Linked DNA regions of Mus musculus: region 2 is linked to region 1. A link is a contact called in public HiChIP or PLAC-seq data. All regions are on one chromosome and are shown on one strand. The core of a region is the stretch at or near the end of the contact, and the rest is flanking DNA. Distances in the headings are between cores, read along the strand shown. Region 1 holds the start of Abca1 (ATP-binding cassette, sub-family A (ABC1), member 1). Region 2 has its middle 5.6 kb from the start of Gm12496.

Region 1 (4,027 bases), core at 906-3,405:
TAAGTGTGATATCATCTAAGTTCTAACTGTTGAAATCCAGTAGTTGTGTCATGAGGTGCTGTCCTGATGGCAGGTCATGTCACTTGGTGTCAACAGGTGTAACCTGGATGAAGCATTTGGCCTCTGTAGGTGTCGAAGGGTAGAGATTTACAACATGCATACACATACTGCCAACACTGCAGTGTATTTGTGCATTTATTGCAGTGAGAGTTGAATAGGGGCAGATTCCTAACCCTACAGGGCTTCCTAGTTAAACACTGCAAGTTGGATTTCAGGGTCATTGCCTTCATATAGTGAGGATTCCAGGATGCTCTGCCCGGGGCTTCTTTCTTCCCACCCTTTCTTCTTTCTCTGCCTCCTAACTACCTGATTTGGGTAGCACTTACATGTCACCTACGCTCTTTTAGAGAAACCCAAGAAGTTAGCTTTTATTTTTAGGGTAAAAAAGAGAGAGATTTATTTATGTACATGAGTGTTTTACTTATGTGCACATGTGTGCACCACGTACACACCTGGTGCTTATGGAGGCCAGAAGACTGTGTCAGCTCTCCTGTAACTGGAGTTACAGATGGTTGTAAAGCAGCAAGTGGATGCTGGGAACAGAATTTAGTAGGAGTACTCTTGGGAACCAAATTCTTCAAAGTACAAAAAGAATGTGTGTGTGTGTGTGTGTGTGTGTGTGTATTTTAGGTGCTAGGAGATATGGGGGAAATGAGGGAAGCTGCATAAAGACTTAATCTCCTAAAATCATGCAAAGAACGATCCTTTCCCCTTAGGCGTTTTCCTTTGTACACAGATGGTCACACATATTATTTTAAATTCTTTGCCAGTGCTGGACTTTTAAAAGTCTGGCATAGGAAATGGTTTATAGGGTATGGATGTCACTAGAGATTGGCACTGATGTTCAGTCAGTAGGATTCTGGTGTTGGCACTCTTCTTCCGAGGACTTCAAAAGTTCCAACGAAATTCATTTTCAGAAAACTCTGAGGCAGAGAGAACGTTCTCTCTTGAGAGACAGGAAGCAAGGGCCAAGGATGTAGCTCTCAGCTGGCTGAATGCTTGCCTGCTATGCAAGAGGCTGGGTTCCATCTCTCCGCACTGTACAAATGTGGGTGTGGTACTCTGTTCCTGTAATTTTAGGCCTTGGGAGGCAAGAGGATTAGGAATTCAAGGTTATTGAGTTTATGAGCAGACTACATGAGACTCTGTCTCAATTAAAACAAATAAAATAGAGGCAGAAAAACTTTATCTAACTTTGGTCGTTTGACATCATCAAAACCCACTCTTGTGACCACAGCTGCCCCTTGTGGCTTATAGGTACCTATTACTAGTGGAGTGTGTGTGTGTGTGTGTGTGTGTGTGTGTAGAAGGTGCAGACTAGGTCCCTGGAAGGTGTGTGTGTGTGTGTGTGTGTGTGTGTGTGTGTGTGTGTGTGTGTGTAGAAGGTGCAGACTAGGTCCCTGGAAGGTAGAGATCTTCTCTTCAAAATCAATGTAAAGGTTTGAGGCAGACACCAAAATAGGCTGATATTCACTGTCCATTCCACATCCCTTCCCCCAATCTAGGACTTTTAAAGGAAGAAAAGGAAGAGACCGAAAATGGTTGGCATCTGGGGGTGGGGTGGGGTGGGGAGTTTTCCTTCCCAAGTTGGGGGCTGAGCAAACTAACAAAAGGAGAGGGGGGAGAGTGGGAGTAAGGGAGAGCGGGAGGGAGAGAGGAAGAGGGCATACACACACAAACAAAACAAACAAAACTCAAAAAGCAACACCCACAAAACCCCAAACAATTGCAGAAAGAGGAGTTTAGAGAACGAGCTTTTCCCCTTTCCTCCTCTGCCGGGAATGTGGAGTCCCTGGCTCAGCGCAAGTCCGGAGTTTCCCGTTTCCCGAAGGCTAGCAGGTCAGGGCCAGGGCTACAGAAAGCGGGCCCCACAAAGCTCTCACCATGCGCCCCCAGTGCCCGCTGCGGCGGCGCACTGTCGCCGGTTTAAGGGGCGGGCCATGTCTCCACGTGCTTTCTGCTGAGTGACTGAACTACATAAACAGAGGCCGGGAAGGGGGCGGGGGAAAGAGGGAGAGAACAGCGTTTGACCGGTAGTAACCCCGGCGCTCGGCACAGCCGAATCTATAAAAGGAACTAGTCGCGGCAAAAACCAGTAATTCCGAGGGCGAGCGAGCGGGCCGGGACCGGCAGAGCCCACTTCTCTCCGCGGCGCAGCGCAAAGCTGGGCAGGGGGCGCCGCGGGACCCGCGCAACCACAGCCGGCTTGGGGAGCTGCTCTGCTCCCTGTTTCCCCCCACTTTTTTCTTCCCCTTTCTGGAAGGGTTTGTGCAGGGGTAGGGAAAACAGACTCAAACAGCAAAGTGGAAAACAGGTAAGAGGTTCTTCAGTGACTTGGGCATTTTGTTTCGGGGCCAAGGAAGCGTTGGGAAGCTCTCCGTTTTGGGGACACTGGGGGGACTCGAACTCCCATGTACCTTACTTCTGGGGATGCAAATAGTACAGGGGAGGCATAAACAGGGAAAGAATGTTCTGGGACGGGCCCTGTCGACCCTGGGACTCAGAACTGCCGCACTCGGGTCTCCCGGAATCGGAGACCAGCGAGAGCATCTCCGGCGTCGGAGACTCGCCTCTTGGGCGCAGTGTGAGCCAAGGTTCCCGGACGTCCTCGGGGTACAGCCAGTGGGGTAGGGAGAAGGGAATCCTCTACAAAGGGTCTCCTTTTGTCTGGCGCGGGGTAGGCCGTCGCCCACAAGTGTCACATCTGAGTCCTCACTCCATTATTTAACTGGTTTGTGTTGGCCTCTGACTTGGAGGTTCTCTTCCCGGGACTGGGACTGCATGTCCTTGTTTCCAAAGAACTCTAGTAGGAAGTGTCCTAAACGGGGTCTTTTATGTTACTGCTGCTTGAGTTCTCTGGGCTTTGTTCGACTCCGGGGTCCTGCCCACAGGCTTCCTGCGCTCTGGAGGGCTGCAGTCCCTGGCGCAAAGTGGGAGACCACTTTTGTTCCTTCTAAAGACAGAAAACTTAAGAGAGTCTGCAGAAACCCGAAACTGGGGTGCCCAATCCACCCTCATCTTACTGCTTTTTGCTAGTCTTCCCTTGGGGAGACTTCGGGCTGAGCACCGATTGGGAAGCTGGGGCTAGGTTGTGCAGCCGAATGACCGCAAGTAACCCCATCGGGCAGCACAGAACTCGCAGCTCGGGTGCTGGGCCGGGCTCCGCCGCCAGGGGGTGGGGGCTGGGCGGCCTGCGGGTGGCCCCTGGAGACTGGCCCGCAGCGCCTCCTGGCCGGGTAGCCTAGGTATGGCCTGGTGCGGAGTGAGAGTCTCTAGTCCTTTTGCTTCACTGTGAATCTGGTCAAAACTGGTGTTTCCAAACTGGGAGGAAACCCGAGGCCAAGAAAGCCAGTCTATGTTTTCATGTTGTTGTTTTTTTCTTTTTTGTTTTTGTTTTTTGTTTGTTTGTTTGTTTCCTGACTCCCAGACCGTTGCTCAATGAGGTTCTTGGGGATGTTGGCTGATGACAACCTTGTGGATAGGTGCCTGTTTTGGTTTCTGCACTTACCTCTGGAAAAGAGAGAAATACTTATTAAACTGTTTGCTTTTTTTTTTTTTTTTGACTTTGTGTGTTTGTTTGGGAAAACTAAGTGTCACTAGAAATAATTAGTTTGCCCCATTTGCTGCAATGGTATCACCATTCCAAAACAAAACAAGAATTTACTTCGACATCCTTCCAAGGAAGTGGGCAGAATAAATGTACAATAAAGGACAGATAAACAAAAGGAACACTTCTGGCTTAAGATGTAGGCCCCCGGTAGAGTCTACCTTGTACAAGACCTTGGGTTCTAGCACCACCAACCACAGAAGCAAAGCAAAACAAAACAGCACAAACCTTCCTTGAAGAGAATTGGTACACCACTTTCTTTCTGTGGCTCAGCCCTCACCTCCCACAGCACACACCTGACACATGCCTGCAGGCTCGAAAGCACACCCTTACCTCTTAGTCATAATTCGGAACCCTGAC
Region 2 (4,027 bases), core at 387-2,886, 250 kb before region 1:
TAAGTGATGAATCATCTCTTCAACCATATATATATATATATATATATATATATATATATATATATATATATATATATATTGTGTGTGTGTATGTATTCATGTATGTGCAGGTGTTATGCATGTGTATGGAGGGGAAGCCAACCACTGGTGGTGTTCTTAGGGTGCTAACCACTTTTTTTTTCTTTTTAGACAGGGTCTGTCACTGACCTTGAACTTGCCAAGTAGGCTAGGATGGTTGGTCTGTGGAATGAAACGGGAGTGCACCGGTAGAATCCAATCCTTAGCTCTAGGATTGAATGTGTGTGACACTACCCCTGGCATTTCTATGTGGGTTCTGGGAACAAACTCAGGTCCTCATGCTCACAAGGTAAACACTATACTGACTGAGCCATCTTCCCACCCCCCATATGCATTTTAGAGCTGCATTATGCAATGTGTTAGCTCCTCCCCCCATAACCACTCTAAAATAAAAGAGGAAATCCAGCTCTCTTCACACTCGTTGCATTTCAAGCTTACACTAGCTACCGTCACAGCTACTTTGTTAGACATGGCAGAAAACGATCTTTTTCATCATTACTAATCTTCAAGACAACATTGCTCTAGAGACCTTCATGTCTGTGCTCAAAATTAGAGCAAAAAGGCTTGATATAATCTTTCCTTTCAACCATGGTAAGTTAGGACAAGTAGACAAATAACAAGCAGTGGGCTGCCAGTCACTTGTATTTATTTTGCTTTGCTGTGAATGCTATCCAAGGTAAACGACTTGAAAGGAAGAATTATTTTGGCTCATGGTTTTCAGAGGTTTCCGTCATCTGTGGTCATTTGTCCTGTTGCTTTGGGCTTGTGATGGCAGAATAGCATGGCTGGGGGCCACATGACAGAGGAGGTCTGTTTGCCTCTTGGCAGCCAGAAAGGATGAGGGAGAGAGTGAGAGAGAGAGGGAGACAGAGAGAGAGAGAGAGAGAGAGAGAGAGAGAGAGAGAGAAACAGAGAGAGAGACAGAAACAAAAAATAGTGAGAGAAACAGAGAGAGAAACAGAGAGAGAGAGACAGAGAGACAGAGAAAGAGACAGAGACAGAGAGGGTGAGTTTGGGTCCCAGTATATGCTTCAAGGTTCAAGGGCACACCCCTACTACTTCTTCCCACTATTTCCTATCAGCTCCCAATAGTCCCATCAGCTTGAAGACAAGCCTTTAACAAACATGCTTTCTGGGAACATTTGAGATCTAAGCTCCTGTAATCACAGCCCCCTAAAGGCAGAGGCAATGGGATCAAGAGTTCAAATCTGCAGATACTTGGCAAATTCAACACCAGCCTGGACTGCAGGAGACCCTGGGCTATGGAAGACCCTGTGTCAATTTCCTCCCTCCACCCGTGACAGAAGATCAAAGCATAAGATCATCTATTCATTCCATTCTGTCTCAGCTCTGTGGTGGAACTGAGAGCCTAGCTACTCAGCTCGGGGATGGGTAAATCTGAAACTCATCTGTTAGTGAGGGGTGATTAACTGGCGTTACATGGAGCCCCTTGAGCATATTATATAAGTAAATATAAAATATGCATTTCTCTACCCTGTTCTGCTCTTCCCTGCGAATACAGGCTTCTTGGGATTTACAGAGCACGGTGATTCATTCTCAGACTGGTGATTCATTAAGTAGGCATTTCTCAATGACAGCCTCCCAGATCATCAGTCTTCAAGCAGGAGCTATTTTCCTAGGTCTCTAGACCTATTTCCTTTTCAGCTTAAAACACTCTGAGAAAAAGATCTAAACATTTCAGTTCTTTCAGGAAGTCAGCTCTCTGGCTGGAAATCTGTAGCAGATTTTCAAATTGGGAAATGATAACTATGGTGTGAAATGAAAACTTATTTTTATTGGACAGAGCATACAAATGAAAGATTATATTGTCACCTAAATACCACAAGTGAGTTATTTTCCTGGGGGTGGGGAATGGGGGGGCAGGCAACAACTGTGTGCTTTGCTTTGCTGTATGTCAAATGAAACAGGAAAACAGTAAAAAAGATAAACAGATAATACACAGGACCCAGAGTGACAATTTCTTTTGGGATTGACATAAATAGCAAATATATCCCCATCCACTTGTGTGAAATAACTGGGAGGAAACCCCCTACCCCCTCACACACACAATTTTCACAAAATTGGAAAAGGAGAAAGGGGATGGGTTTATCTCTAGTGCTCCCTTGTCAGGCAGGTAATTTTGTATCAGGGGGTAGCCATGGCGACCACAAAAGTTACTCATGCAACTAACAACGCAACTAATGATGCCCACAATTACTTAATTGCAGGCAGGCTTAACGGCTTTTGCCATTTTTGGAGGATGCTTGCGGCTAATTGTGGCTGCGAGTGGGTAAGTACAGGTGCAGTCAGGTGTGTTCCTAATTTTTACATTTGTGCTGACAGCGGGAGAATAAACGATCCTATCTAAAGTACGGTGTTACAGGAGGAGGGTTAAAATTAGTTCTTGTAAGCCCAGAGATGGTGGAACAGCCCCAAACAGGAAAACAAACACAAGCCACTTTGTGTTTAAGCACAGGTTGGCATCAGCAGTGACTTCACAGCCCCAGGGACATCTGTGCTTCCCCTCCTTTCTGCCCAGCTTCTCTTGAATTCCTGCTCATGTCTCTTCCACTGAAAGGGGACTTCTGCACTTCACCTTACACAACTCCTATCCCACCTTGAAACAAATATAATTTTGCATGACTATTCAATACTGCCTATATTTGAAATGCTTTTGTTTTTAATTATGATACATATATGTTCAAGAATACTTTAATACACTCCACAGGACAATTAGGTAGCTCTAGAAGTTCTCTCACTGGTAATTGAAACCCCAAAGATGGCTATAAAACATTTTAAAATCTTTATCACACTCCTCTATGAGGGTTTCAGCCAGTAGGAGAAATGTTAGAGATAGATTGTTTAAGATTTAAAATGTTTTATTTTATGTGTAGGTGTGTGTTGTCTGCATCTATATTGTGAACCACATATATTTGCATGCCGTAACTGCAGAGGCCAGAAGTAGGTGTTGGATCTCTTGTCCTGGAGTTATAGATGGTTGTAAGCTGGGAATTGAACTCAGGTCCTCTGCAAGAGTCCAGTGATCCTAACTACTGAGCCATCTCTCCAGTCCTTAGAGAGATGGATGGCATCTGTTGAATGGCAAAGATGTGACTGTTTCAAGACATGGCTGGTGTACTGACTGGTTTTGTATGTCAACTTGACACAGGCTGGAGTTATCACAGAGAAAGGAGCTTCATTTAGGGAAATGCCTCCACGAGATCCAGCTGTAAGGCATTTTCTCAATTAGTGATCAAGGGGGAAAGGCCCCTTGTGGGTGGTACCATCCCTGGGCTGGTAGTCTTGGGTTCTATAAGAAAGCAAGCTGAGCAAGCCAGTGGAAGCCAGCCAGTAAGAAACATTCCTCCATGGCCTCTGCATCAGCTCCTGCTTCCTGACCTGCTTGAGTTCCAGTCCTGACTTCCTTTGATGATGAATAGCAACATGGAAGTGTAAGCTGAATAAACCCTTTCCTCCCCAAATTGCTTCTTGGTCATGATGTTTGTGCAGGTATAGACACCCTGACTAAGACAGCTGGCTAGAAAGGTTGATGCTCCACTTTTCTTGCATGGGGGCTGGGGGGGTGGGGAAAGCATACTAATCTAACAAGCTCACAGGTCAGCCTTGATAGGAAAGCTCTTGTTCTCCTCTGTTCAACAGAGACTATGACTTGACCCTGTAGAAAGTGGGCTGATCCTACATTACCCTTGTAAAATCCTTAGACACTCTTTAGAAGGCCTTTTCTGTCACTTATAGTGTCCAAGGTAGAGAACGTGCCTGCCTTCTCCAATGCCTCCAGAGCCAGATGTGGGACAGTTATGGTTCCATATGACTAGGGAACTTTTGTAGCTTTGCCTGATTTTTGTGAGGAACCCACCTGATATGGAAGTTCTAACACACCAAATGTGTGTCCCAACGTACTTTTTAACCCCTGGACACTACTGATATT

What was found. HiChIP or PLAC-seq counts read pairs in DNA pulled down with a chosen protein or histone mark.
Region 2: a contact with region 1 is called in an H3K4me3 HiChIP or PLAC-seq map of bone marrow-derived macrophages, with 5 times the contacts expected there. The contact joins the enhancer-like site here to the promoter of Abca1 in region 1. A contact is called at or near these places in 2 of 39 promoter capture datasets (embryonic stem cells and liver), 5 of 484 Hi-C or Micro-C datasets (the HL-1 cell line, bone marrow-derived macrophages, centroblasts and 2 more), 5 of 115 datasets of contacts at active chromatin or transcription factors (the NIH/3T3 cell line, bone marrow-derived macrophages, embryonic stem cells and 1 more) and 3 of 9 other capture datasets (adipose tissue, embryonic stem cells and macrophages).

Annotation. Positions count from the first base shown.
Region 1 is chr4:53,158,023-53,162,049 of GRCm38.p6, reverse strand. It overlaps Abca1 (ATP-binding cassette, sub-family A (ABC1), member 1), which reads left to right and starts at 2,155. Exons shown (of 50, transcript NM_013454.3): 1 at 2,155-2,374.
Region 2 is chr4:53,407,365-53,411,391 of GRCm38.p6, reverse strand. No RefSeq gene overlaps it. Among named protein-coding and RNA genes, the nearest start is that of Gm12496, 5.6 kb to the right of the region's middle. Within about 2 kb of position 1,636, at least 73 of the 459 cell types and tissues checked have an H3K27ac peak or open chromatin away from gene starts, as enhancers often do. A contact at or near this core is called in the HL-1 cell line, the NIH/3T3 cell line, adipose tissue and 2 more, where this site is marked.